2 separate regions of the Pan troglodytes genome follow, and region 2 is linked to region 1. The links are chromatin contacts, called in public HiChIP or PLAC-seq maps. All regions are on one chromosome and are shown on one strand. Each heading gives the region's core, a stretch centred on a gene start, on an enhancer-like site or on the middle of the called end of the contact. The rest is flanking DNA. Distances are from core to core; before and after follow the strand shown.

The links. HiChIP or PLAC-seq counts read pairs in DNA pulled down with a chosen protein or histone mark.
Region 2: a contact with region 1 is called in an H3K4me3 HiChIP or PLAC-seq map of stem cell-derived excitatory neurons, with 2.7 times the contacts expected there. The contact joins the promoter of EIF2S2 here to the promoter of RALY in region 1. A contact is called at or near these places in 1 of 7 Hi-C or Micro-C datasets (stem cell-derived neural progenitor cells) and 1 of 1 datasets of contacts at active chromatin or transcription factors (stem cell-derived excitatory neurons).

What each region holds. Positions count from the first base shown.
Region 1 is chr21:40,198,178-40,201,009 of NHGRI_mPanTro3-v2.0_pri, reverse strand. RALY (RALY heterogeneous nuclear ribonucleoprotein) reads right to left here and starts at 1,258. Exons shown (of 10, transcript NM_001280425.1): 1 at 1,011-1,258. LOC104003558 (a long non-coding RNA gene) reads left to right here and starts at 1,989. Exons shown (of 3, transcript XR_010154372.1): 1 at 1,989-2,112; 2 at 2,267-2,832.
Region 2 is chr21:40,316,198-40,319,092 of NHGRI_mPanTro3-v2.0_pri, reverse strand. It overlaps EIF2S2 (eukaryotic translation initiation factor 2 subunit beta), which reads left to right and starts at 1,507. Exons shown (of 9, transcript NM_001098556.1): 1 at 1,507-1,638. The coding sequence starts at 1,624.

The DNA.
Region 1 (2,832 bases), core at 9-2,508:
GACAACGTACCAGAAGTCAGGGAAAACCCAGAGTTATGCCCCTAATTAAATGGTGTGACCCAAGGCTAGGTAAAAATGCCCTCTGCACTAAGAGATGATACATGCTCACACCAGGAAATATTAATAAATAATAGGTACTGGCACCACTCCTTTGCACTTCTGTGGCTACTGTGACTTGGAGAAAATTACTTGACCCCTCTGCGCCTTAATTTCTGCTTTTGTAAATGAGGATAAACCAGAAGGCCGTTGTGAACATTAAATGAAGTAAGGCTTGGGAAGTTCCTGGGTGAAGTCTCATTAAATGTTCCCTGTCGGTGTTAAACACTTCTTTCACATATTAGTTCCCTTCCTGAATCCACGAACACCCCGCAAGGCGAGTTTCCTTCTTTCCCCCCACGTCACCGAGAGGCAAACTAAGACTCGGCCGCCAAGGAGGCTGAGTGAAACGCGGATACGGCCCCAGTTCGAGGGCCCGTTGTTGTTTCTCTCCGAGCCCAAGGCGTGCAAAGAGCCCAGAAGAGGCGGGAGCCGAGGCAGGACAAGCTCTGCGCGCCTCCGGGAGCCCGTAGACCCAGCCCGGGTAGGAGAGCCGGAAGCCGCCGCGGCCGGGCCCGCCTGCGGCCTCCCCGGAGCAGCCTCCGTTCCCCTCCCTCCGCCCCTCGCCGGGCGGGGCGGGGCACGAGCACAAAAGACTCCAACTTCCGAGCGGGCGCGGGCCCACCCAGCCAACTACTGGCCCAGACTTGGCCCGCGGAGGGAGCAGACAGGGAACGCCGGGAGCAGGACCGGGCGCGGAGGGCTGGGGCCGGGGACCCGGGGCGGCGGGTCCGAGTGGGAGAAAGGAGCGGCGGAGGGGGCCTAGAGTTACTCGGGCTCCCGGGACTCCCCGAAGGGCAGAAATAAGTTTCTAAAAATAGGCAGCGGCCTGCCTGAAGAAGTGGGTGAACGGAAAGGCACAAAGCACACACCCTCCCCGCACCCCTAAGGAGACGCCCGCAGCCCCCACTCACCCGCGCCGAGAGATCTGGAGGAAGCCGCGCGGCTGGGAAGGAGGCGGTACTGCCGCACTCGGGGACGTAAGGGAGGGAGGAAAAGGGCGGCTGCGGCGGGAAGAGGCTGGGCACACGCGCGGGAGTCGTCGTCGTCGTCGTCGCCGTCGCCGCCGCCGCCGCCGCCGCCGCCGCCGCCGCTACCGCCCCCTCAGCTTCTCTGGGTTCCGCTGCCCCGAGCTGGCGCCGCTCGCGCGCCCCGCCGCACTGACAGCGGCGCGAGCCCCGCAGCCGCGAGCCCTGCCCTCGGCCGGCACCACTGAGGCGCGCGGGGGTGGGGGCACCCGGAGCGGCTCCCCGCAGCTCGGCTCCGCCCGCCGCTCCGGCCCTGGTTCCGGGCTCTCCTCCTTCTCTGTCTCCTGGGAAGGACACGGTGACACGAGCACGAGGAGTCTGCAGCCCCGCCCAGAAACAGCCCGGCTTCCCAGGCGCATGGGCTCTCCCCACCCTCTCAGCCTGGCTTTGGAAAGGTCCAGAGCTTCGGCGGGGACGGGAGGAAGGCGGGGCCAGGGTGGGGCCTGAAAGGGAGGAGGAACTGAGACGCGGCTTGGGGAGGCGGGGCTGGGGCGGGAAGAGGGCAGCTTGCACAGGTTTGGAGCCGAAGTAGGGGCGGAGCTAAGATGGTGATGGGGCCCTGGGAAGAGGGTCGCCGGACAAGTGGGGAAGGCCGTGCAGGAGATGGAGAGCCGGGAACCAGGACAGCGCTTGAAAAGAGATGCTGTGGGCGGGGCTAAATGGAGAATCGCCCAGAGGGCGGAGCCACGGGTGGAGGGAGGCGGGGCTGAAGAGAAGCTTAGAGTGGGAGGAAGATGGAAGCGGGCCTGAAGGAGGCGGGCCCGGAAGCAGGGAGGGGAGGAGGGGCCCCGGGGGTGGCTACTCTGGGCGGGTGCCGGAAGGAGGCGTGCCCCAAGGGAGGACTGAGGGGTGGTGCTTGAGGTGGGCGGGGCCTGGAGATGGCGCTCAAACCTGCAGGCTGCGGGCGGTGCAGGAGGGATCCGGAAGAGACGAGGCAGGAAGAAACTCCTGGTCCTTTCGCTTTTAAGGAACGTGGCACCTAGACAGGGTGAGGGTCGCTCTTCGCTGCCTAATCTGGGACTGGGCGGAGAGGCCGCGCTAAGGGTGATCTCCGAAAAAGATGCAGGAGATGTTTTATAACTTGATCCAGGTGCTGGTCCTCTCTCCTACACATTTCTTCTGTCGGGATTTCTCACTTTCAGTGTTCCAGCCTCCGGTGAACCAGTCTTCCTAGTGAGAGCACGAGAAGCCCGTTGTCCTTCATTCCTCAGCTATGGATTTCCCTGAAAGTTGAGAACTGACCATATTCTCGATGCCTCCTCCGACCTGTGATTTCATGATTCACATCGCTTCCCCAGAACCTGCTTAACAGACGGGATTCCTGAGAATGGAGCAGAGTTTGAATTCAGAGTCCTGGCTTTGCCATATCAGCAGTTATAATTGTCCTTCTGTTGTTTGATGACCTCCCTGCCCTGCTTCAAAAGGAAGAGAAATCAAAGAGTTGACGACCCTGAGCGCAAGGCCTGGGACGTTCTTCCCCAAACTCGCTTTAATATCACCTTCTCAAAAGAACTCTTCCCTGAACACCTTGTCTCAAGATGTTCTCTAGTTTGTCTTCTTGTTCTGTCATTTATTTGTCTGTTCATTGTTTGTGTGTTTTTTGAGGCGGAGTCTCGCTCTGTCGCCTAGGCTGGAGTGCCGTGGCACGATCTCGGCTCTCTGCAACCTCTGCCTCCTGGGTACAAAGCGATTCTTGTACCTCAGCCTC
Region 2 (2,895 bases), core at 258-2,757, 120 kb before region 1:
TTTTTTTTTAAACCAATTGCAGCTTTAGCCTCGCTTGGTTCTACCTTCCCTCCTTCCTTCCTTCCCTCCCTCCCTCCTGCTTTCTTTCTTTCTTTCTCTTCTTTTTGAGACGGAGTCTCACTCTGTCACCCAGGCTGGAGTGCAGTGGCGCAAACTCGGTTCACTGCAACCTCTGCCTCCCGAATTCAAGCGATTCTCTGCCTCAGTCTCCAGAGTAGCTGGGATTATGGGCGCCTACCGCCACACGCGGCAAATTTCTGTATTTTTAGTCGGGACAAGGTTTCGCCATGTTGGCCAGGTTGGTCTTGAACTCCTGACCTCAGGTGATCCGCCCGCCTTGGCCTCCCAAAGTGCTGGGATTACAGGCGTGAGCCACCACGCCCGGCCAGTTCTACTTTCTTATCATGTAAGAATTATAGGCCAGGCGAGCTGGCTCACGCCTGTAATTCCGGCTACTCGGGAGGCTGAGGCAGGAGAGTCGCTTGAATTCAGGAGGCAGAGCCTGCAGTGAACCGAGATCGCGCCACTGCACTCCAGCCTGGGCAACAGAGCGAGTCTCAAAAAAAAAAAAAAAAAAAAAAATTATTAAATTACCCAATCATAGAATTACCCCCACCTCCTGACTGCATCTAATCCAGAGAGAAGCTCTGCTTCCTTAAACCCTGCCCAAACCCTGTAAATTCTTTCCAACACCCTCTTCCAAAGACGTCCCGGTGTTTCCCACGGCGTACTGCCCTACTTGCAAGACCATAAACTCCACTTTGTCCAGCTACAGGAGTGTTCTCGATGGTCTTTGGCTGGAGGGCACAGCCGCAGTGAGAGCTCCCTAAAGGGTCGCTGCTGTTGTTAGGTCTCAAGGGAAATTGCGTGGCGCACCCACAGCGTTCAATCAGATTTCATAAACAAGTATTCTGAGGCTCCCCGACAGCTGCCTCTTGCGTGGTTGTTTCTCCTCAGGAGATGTTATCTCTCCTGGGGGAAGACCGGGAAGATACTTTGGTTTCTGACCTCCCAAGCAGAAAACCAGCCGTCAAATTTCTTACGAAGTAAAAACCCTTAGGGAGGTGCGCGCCTCTAGCTCCAACTCAGAATTTCTCAAACACCATGACGCCCGGGGGTCATGTGGGAAACTAAAGCTCCAGCGGGTTCATATGACTCAGTGTCTAACCCACTACCCTAACCCAGGAGGAAGGGACCCCAATTCACTCTACAAGCAGCGCAAAAGAATGCTCCAAAAGGCTGAGGCAATATCAACAACCGAACGTTCTTCCGGCTGCAGCTCGTTCACACGCCGCGTACAGGTCGCTGGGCGGCGACAGCGCAAGCGCAACCCTCTTATAAGTGGACTACAAGTCCCGGCATGCCTGGCGACGCGGCGTCGCCTGGTAACTCGCGCCACACGAAGCGCGTTAGGTTGGCTCTTCTGCGCGCCTGCGCCTTGGCGAGCTCTGCGCAGGCGCATTTCCAACGCTTGGAGGAGAGGGCGGGGTGTCGTTTCCTTTCGCTGATGCAAGAGCCTAGTGCGGTGGTGGGAGAGGTATCAGCAGGGGCAGCGCTGCCGCCGGGGCCTGGGGCTGACCCGTCTGACTTCCCGTCCGTGCCGAGCCCACTCGAGCCGCAGCCATGTCTGGAGACGAGGTGAGGATCTGAGCCCGGCGTAAGGGCTAATGATTGAGGCGAGAAGCCTAACCCACTCCAGTGTGGGAGAACGGGCCTGCGGCCTAGCAGCCGGCCGCCGCCATGTGGGGCAGCCGCGCCTAGGCGGCCCGGAGCGGCAGAGCCGGCGAGGACTCCGGAGCCGCAGGCTTGGCCGCAGCCCGCTTTCCTCAGGGCGGCAGCGCTGAGGCGGACCTCCTGCCGTGGTTGGCGTTTCCGGAATGGAGAGCACACGTTGAGTCGTCCTCCCGGAAGGGGCTCGAATGCCCGGTTAATAACCCCGAACGAGACTGGGGCTGGCGATCTCTGCATTCCTTTCTGCTGGGCACTGCCGCCCCAGCTCGCCTCACTGGGTGCCGGGGGTGCCAGGGGTGCCGCGAGGAGCCTCTCTTGGCTTGGTATAACGCCCTCGTTAAAACTTTCTAGGCTATCTTGTCGGGGCCGGTATCCCGCCCTTGTTTGCCTTCCTAGCATTGTTTTTTAAAAAGACGAGGGGGTGATGGGGTTAGAACGAGAGAAAAAGATTCTGCAGCCTCAGGAAGTGACTGACCTTCCCGGAAAGTTTCCGGGCGAGCCCCTGAGCTTCCCTTAACAGAGGGCTACCAGCGACGTGAGCGGGAAGTGCGGGCTGTGAAACTGGCTGGATCTTTTTCTACCGTGGTACTTGGATCTCAGTGAATTTCCTCGAATCCCTTTCCCTCAGATTTATCCTAGTTGATATAACGTCTAACGACTTAAAATGAAGTTGATGTTAAGTACTCCCAGTAGGTATTGCTTAACATTGGGGGAGGCCCCGTAAGTTGTTGAGAATTTCCTCAGGCAATAGGAAGCCTTGATCACAAGGGCAAAGGAATGGTCGAGAAAGGCCAGTAAATGTGCTCACAGGAAGTAGAATAATCTCCAGTTTGATTAGAGTTAAGGGGTGAACACTTGCCAAGCAGGTAATGACTAGTTCTTGGAGGGCTGTGAAGACGAAGTTAAGGAATTTGGAATATATTCTGGACGGGATTCCAGTCTCTTACTTGGTTCTCACAACAGTCCTGTAAAATAGGTCTATTGTGCCCATTTTAGAGATTAAAATTTTGAGTGTTACAGAGTTGTATAATGCCCATGATCAAATACTAAGTGGCTGAACCAGTAGAATTCCAGATTGACTAGGATCTTAATGGCTTAGAGAAACTGAAAGTTTGTATATGGTCCTTGGCGGTTATAGACATTGCTCTAGGCTGCTGTATTTCA